2 separate regions of the Sus scrofa genome follow, and region 1 is linked to region 2. Evidence: chromatin contacts called from public Hi-C data. All regions are on one chromosome and are shown on one strand. Each heading gives the region's core, a stretch centred on a gene start, on an enhancer-like site or on the middle of the called end of the contact. The rest is flanking DNA. Distances are from core to core; before and after follow the strand shown. Region 1 holds the start of INHBB (inhibin beta B subunit). Region 2 has its middle 130 kb from the start of INHBB.

What was found. Hi-C and Micro-C count contacts between places; a contact is called where the count stands out from the background.
Region 1: a contact with region 2 is called in a Hi-C map of liver, with 2.0 times the contacts expected there. The contact joins the promoter of INHBB here to the enhancer-like site in region 2. A contact is called at or near these places in 1 of 5 promoter capture datasets (liver), 12 of 47 Hi-C or Micro-C datasets (alveolar macrophages, embryonic fibroblasts, fetal liver and 7 more) and 1 of 2 datasets of contacts at active chromatin or transcription factors (skeletal muscle).

The regions. Positions count from the first base shown.
Region 1 is chr15:31,003,038-31,005,972 of Sscrofa11.1, reverse strand. INHBB (inhibin beta B subunit) reads left to right here and starts at 1,568. Exons shown (of 2, transcript NM_001164842.1): 1 at 1,568-2,749. The coding sequence starts at 2,302.
Region 2 is chr15:30,869,683-30,872,382 of Sscrofa11.1, reverse strand. No RefSeq gene overlaps it. Among named protein-coding and RNA genes, the nearest start is that of INHBB, 130 kb to the left of the region's middle. Within about 2 kb of position 1,437, at least 32 of the 83 cell types and tissues checked have an H3K27ac peak or open chromatin away from gene starts, as enhancers often do. A contact at or near this core is called in embryonic fibroblasts, fetal liver, liver and 4 more, where this site is marked.

The DNA.
Region 1 (2,935 bases), core at 319-2,818, 130 kb before region 2:
TTGGGCGTGATGACGGACAGAAGGAATGGATTGCACTTGGGGTTCTGGAGGGGGATGGGAGCTTGGTTTCCATCGACAGCACCTCTTGTCTGGTGGCCTAAGAACGGAGGCCTTGGAACATAATTTGAGTACTGTGAGGAGCTTGGCCCAGTTGCTTACTTTGGGGCGCCCAGCCAGCCCGTGTGCTAATAGGTGTGACTGTGCCCCGTGTACAGATGAGGCAGTAGTGACTAGAGTGTGAACACTCTACCCAAGGTCACTGCTGCAAACTGTCCGTGACTGAGCCTAGACTGGAACCCGGTTTATCTCAGGCTAAGGTTTGCCAGTTGGGGGGGTGGCGGTGCTGAGGAAGACCTCGCCAACCTGGAGACCTCGCCAACCTGGAGGTCTCTCGGCCGCGAGGCCGGTTCCCCCACGCAATCGAGGAGTTCCTCGGGGCTCAGAGCCGGGGGAAGGCAGGCCTCCGGCTGCGGCCACCTCCCGGCACCTCCAGCCTGCTGGGCCCACGCTTCGCCCAGTGCACCAGCGGCTTGGGGCGCTGGGCTCGGGCACTGCAGCCCGGGAGCGGCATCCACCCGCGGAGCCAGGCTGCGGCGCTCGAGGCCGCATCGCCGCCCCGCCTCGCCAAGGCCCGCGAGGGAGCTCCCCAGGCAGGCCGGGGGCGGCTGCGGCGGCGAGAGGTGCCTCTCCCGGTCGCGGAGGGCGGCGGCAGGGACGAGGGCAGGGCCTGCGCGGCTGCGGGGAGGAGGCCAGCGCCGGGATCCTGGGCCAGGAGCCCGTCGGTGCCGCCCGATGCCCGGCTGGGCTGGGGTCCGGGGCGCCCACGTGGTGAGAAAGTTTCCAGACCGCAGAAGTGGCCCGGCCTTGCGGGGGGTGAAGGGGGAAGGGAGAGGGCCGGCTCGCTCCTCCTTCTCACGAAGGCAGAAGGAAAGAAGCTGAGGGAAGCGGGGGTGGGCGGGCGGGGGGAGCGGGCAGCACCGACCTGAACAGATTCCGCCTCCCCTTCCCCCTGTCCCCCGCCTCCCGGGGAAGCTGGAGCCGGGAGGCGCGGACATTCTCCTCCCGCACGGCCAGGGCGACACTCGCCCGCCCCCCCTTTTCCTGCCAACGTCTATCTCAACGCGCGCGCACATACGGAGATTGTGCGGCTTTTTTTTTTTTTCCCCTTGGGAGAAAAAACGAGGAGAGTAAAAGAAGAGAGGGCAAAGAGAAGAACTCCTCCTCGGCGGGATCTGCACTCTGTCGAGGCCAGCGCGGGGACGCGGCCGCCACCCTCCCGCTCTCTCCCGGCCCTGCGGCGTGTGCCAGCGGGAGAGCGAGCTAGGGCACCAGCGCCGGGGACGCCGCGAGACTTTTAGGCGCTCGAGCCGACACCGCTGCCGCCGCGGCAGGCAGCGGAGACCGGAGCAAGGAGGGCCCTGCCTCCGCCTCGCCTTCCTTGCCCGGCGCCCCGCGCCCAGCCGGCCGGCGCACGCGGGCGGAGGGAGGCAGGAGGCGAGGAGGCCGGCGGAGCAGAGGCCCCGGCGGAGCGCGCAGCGGCTGGCCGCCGGCGGATGCGGCGCCCCGGGAGCCTGGAGACAACTTTGCCGTGTGACGCGCCCGAAGGACCGCAGGGCCCGCGGCCCGGGGCTCTGCGCCGCTTCTGAACCGACCCGTGCTCCCCGGCGCCCCCGGCACCGCGCTCGCTCCGCTCCTTTGCCCGCCCGGCGGCCGGTGGAGAGGACAACCCGCCCGTCGCCGGCGGCAGCAGCCCTTCCTCCGCGCGAGGCGGCGAGGGCGAGACGCTCAGGTGTGAGCGCCGGGCCCCGCCACAGCGCCACTCCAAGCCGCGCCCGGTTCCGCTCCGGGGGCTCAGGCGCCTTCGCTTTCATCTCGGCCAAGTTGCTTCGACCGGCCTTTTCGCCACCTTCCCCGCCCGGCGGCGAAGCCGCCGCTGCCGCCGCTTTCGCTTCACCCGAGCGGGGCCTGCGGGGCCCCGACGCGGAAAGGATGGGGAGAAGGCTGCGGATGCCGAGGCGCCCCGAGACGCCCGAGTGGCAGTGACCCCTCGCTACCGCCTCGCCCAGCGCACCTCTCCGGCTCCCGGGGCCCACCGCACCCCTTCCCCGCCGCGCGGGAATCCCCGCGGCCCGGCCGGCCCCCTCCCCTGTGAGCCGGCGGCGGCCCTCCCGGCGGGCGGGTGGAGGCCCGGGCGGGCGCGGGCGGGGGCGGGGCGGGGCGGCGCGCCTGGAGCCCGGAGCCCGGCCCTGCGCTCGGCTCGGCTCGCCTCGCGGCGGGCGCCCTCGTCGCCAGCGGCGCACCATGGACGGGCTGCCCGGTCGGGCGCTGGGGGCCGCCTGCCTTTTGCTGCTGGCGGCCGGCTGGCTGGGGCCCGAGGCCTGGGGCTCACCCACGCCCCCGCCGTCGCCAGCCGCTCCACCTCCGCCCCCGCCGCCCGGAGCCCTCGGCGGCTCCCAGGACACCTGCACGTCGTGCGGCGGCTTCCGGCGGCCAGAGGAGCTGGGCCGGCTGGACGGCGACTTCCTGGAGGCGGTGAAGCGCCACATCTTGAACCGCCTGCAGATGCGGGGCCGACCCAACATCACCCATGCCGTGCCCAAGGCCGCCATGGTCACGGCCCTGCGCAAACTACATGCGGGCAAGGTGCGCGAGGACGGCCGGGTGGAGATCCCGCACCTGGACGGCCACGCCAGCCCTGGCGCCGACGGCCAAGAGCGGGTCTCCGAGATCATCAGCTTCGCAGAGACAGGTGGGTCGGTCCCTTGAGTATCCAGCCGTGGCTCTCGCCCCTTCCTCCACCCCCTTTTCCTTGCCCACGTTGTCCACCGCCGCCGCAGGCAGCGCGCCCTGGGGGAAACCTGGGCTCCTGGCCCGGCCCGCTCGCCTTGGGCCCTGTGCGCTCCGTCCTGGTTGCTGTCCTCTTTCTTCGGGTAGC
Region 2 (2,700 bases), core at 188-2,687:
GTGCCACACAGGAACTCCCCCAGAAATTTTTGTATTTAAAAGAACCATTGAAAATAAAATCATACTTCTAGAATCAGTGAGTAACATGAATAATAAAAAATGAAAAAACACTGGAAATAAAATCCTTGCATTTGTGAAATTATCAAAGATTAATAAAAACACGAACTCGATGCTGGTGATGGTGTGGTGAAATCAACAATGCTCACACACTGTTGATGAGGGGGGATTGGTATCGACCTTTAGACAAGCGACTTGAACAATATTCTCAAAAAATGTGTTGGTCTTTCAACTTAACTTTTAGAAACACAGCCTCAAGAAACGATAAATAAAAGCAGACAGAAAACTTTGTGCAAGACAGATGATTTATTAAGCTATAAATTTGCATTTTCTCTCTTGTTGTTTTTCCCTCTCCATGTCCCAGATTTGTAGCCAGACCCCTTTGTACTTCCTAGTTCCAAGGGCATTTGTAGAACCCAAACAAAACTGCTCGTAGGCAATATCTTTTTCTGTCTTTTGTGAAAAGGGAATATTGAGAAAGAAAATATGCAAGCGGTCCCAATAAAGGGTGGAAAGAGAGCTGTGAAAAGGCAGGAGGAAGGGGCCCTAAATCCCAGAGGTGGGACCTGAGCTTTCTCCACAGCAGCACACCAGGACATGGCATAATATTTTAAAGCTCTCTGTCCAGGGAAACTGGGGTCATAGCCACACCTCAGGTCCTGGCACTCAGCCAGAGATACCAAGGAACATGCCCCCTGCGAGGGAAGTTATGTCTGGAGCACCCCCCTGCCCCATGTCCAGCAGACTGTACAAACCCCAGGGCCTTTGCACAGCCTAGGACACAGTTCTGAAAACAACTGAGATTGATTTTCCTGACCAGGTGTCCAGGAAAGGAAACTTTAAATGTGAACATTCTCACATATCTCCATTCACCAGGGAAAAGGCTTTTTAAAGGCCATTGAGTACAAAGTGATGATCTTGGTTTGACTTTTTTTAAAACCAGCAGTTAAATATTTTCCATAGGAAGATACTAAAGTCCCCTGTCCTGCGTTGCCTGGGCTCCAAGCACACATGTTTATCATTGCACTGACCCTGCAGGGAGGGGTCGTTTTCTATATTTAGTGCTCTCTGTTCTTCGAGGTTCTCAGATCCAGGGGACTCTCAGGACGTTGCCTTATTTACCTCCATACCCTGGCGCCTTGCACAATGCCTGGGAAACACTCGGGGAATTCACATAGATATGAATGAATGAATGAACTCTCAGGTATCTGGGGTCTGAGATCAAGGGCCCGGTCTCTGTCGTTTTCACACAGCTGTTCCTGGCAGCCCTTAGGGCTGTGCCCTCTGCGGATGGAATTAACTGCCAGCCCATACTTGGGCGTGTAAACAGCTCTCCTCCAGGCCAGGCCCGACTGGCTGCCTCGAGGGCAGCTTGCACAATCCTGCGGGCTGTTGTGATTCTCATTTTTGGGCTATGGAGTCATCTCTGCCGTGGGCCTCTCCCTTCTTGCCCTGGATTGTCTCTTGGCAACATAAACGGAACTGTGTGTCTGTTGTCAGTGGGAAGAAATTCAGACCCCCACCCCACCCCCTCCAGGAAGCCCATCCTGATTTCCTAGACCCGCCCAAGGTCCCAAAGAGGTGGGAGCGGAAAGGGAGCTTGGGTCACCCAGCTCAGCCCCTCCACTGACAGAGGAAGGACCTGAGGCCTTAAGAGGTGGGAACACCTAGCCCCCTGCCAGAGTGGCTGGGCTTGGCAGGAGTGGAGTGTCCTGGGATGGTGGCTGCTTTTGGAACCAGCCCAACAGGACTGCAAATTCCTTCCTGCGCGGCCACCATCCAGCCGTGTGAACTTGGACCAGGGCCGTGTCCTTCCTGAGTCCCAGTTCTTCTCTCTGCATTGCGCTGCTTGCAGATTAATGTGCAGACTTAAAAAGATGCTGTGTGTAATGCATCAGCACAGTGCCTGGCTGTGACCAGGCCTCCTATCTCCTGCTCCTCCCGTGCATTTTTTTCCAGCGCCTTCCCACTCAGGAGGCCTCACCATTCCTTCAGGTCTGAGTACGAGGTGCCCGGCTTCATTCTGGACCTCTGCTGCAGGGGAATTCTTTTTACTTGTTTTTTAAATATATTTTTAGGGCTGCACCTGTGGCATATGGAAGTTCCCAGGCTAGGGGTCGAATCGATGCTGCAGCTGCCGGGCTATACCAGAGCCACAGCGACCAGGGATCCAAGCTGAGTCTGCAACCTGCACCCCAGCTCATGGCAATGCCAGATCCTTAATCCACTGAGCAGGGCCAGGGATTGAACCTTCATCCTCATGGATACTAGTCGGGTTTGATATCACTAAGCCACAACTCCAAAACCAGAAGCATGTTTTTTTTTTTTCTTTTTCTTTTTTGGCCACCCCACACATACAGAGTTCCTGGGCCAGGAATCAGATCCGAGCCGTAGTTGAGACCTAAGCCACAGCTGCGGCAATGCCGGATGCTTAACGCACTGTGCTGGGCCAGGATCGAACCAGCATCTCTGTGCTCCCAAGACGCCACCGATTCTATTGCGCCAAAGTGGAAACTCCTACAGGGAAATTCTGACAGGCTGTTCAGCTGTGATCCGTAGTACCTGCCTACTTCCTCTCACTTTTTTTTTTTTCCTGTCCCCACCCACCTCTTGGTTTTGCCAAATTCATTCATATTTTCCTTT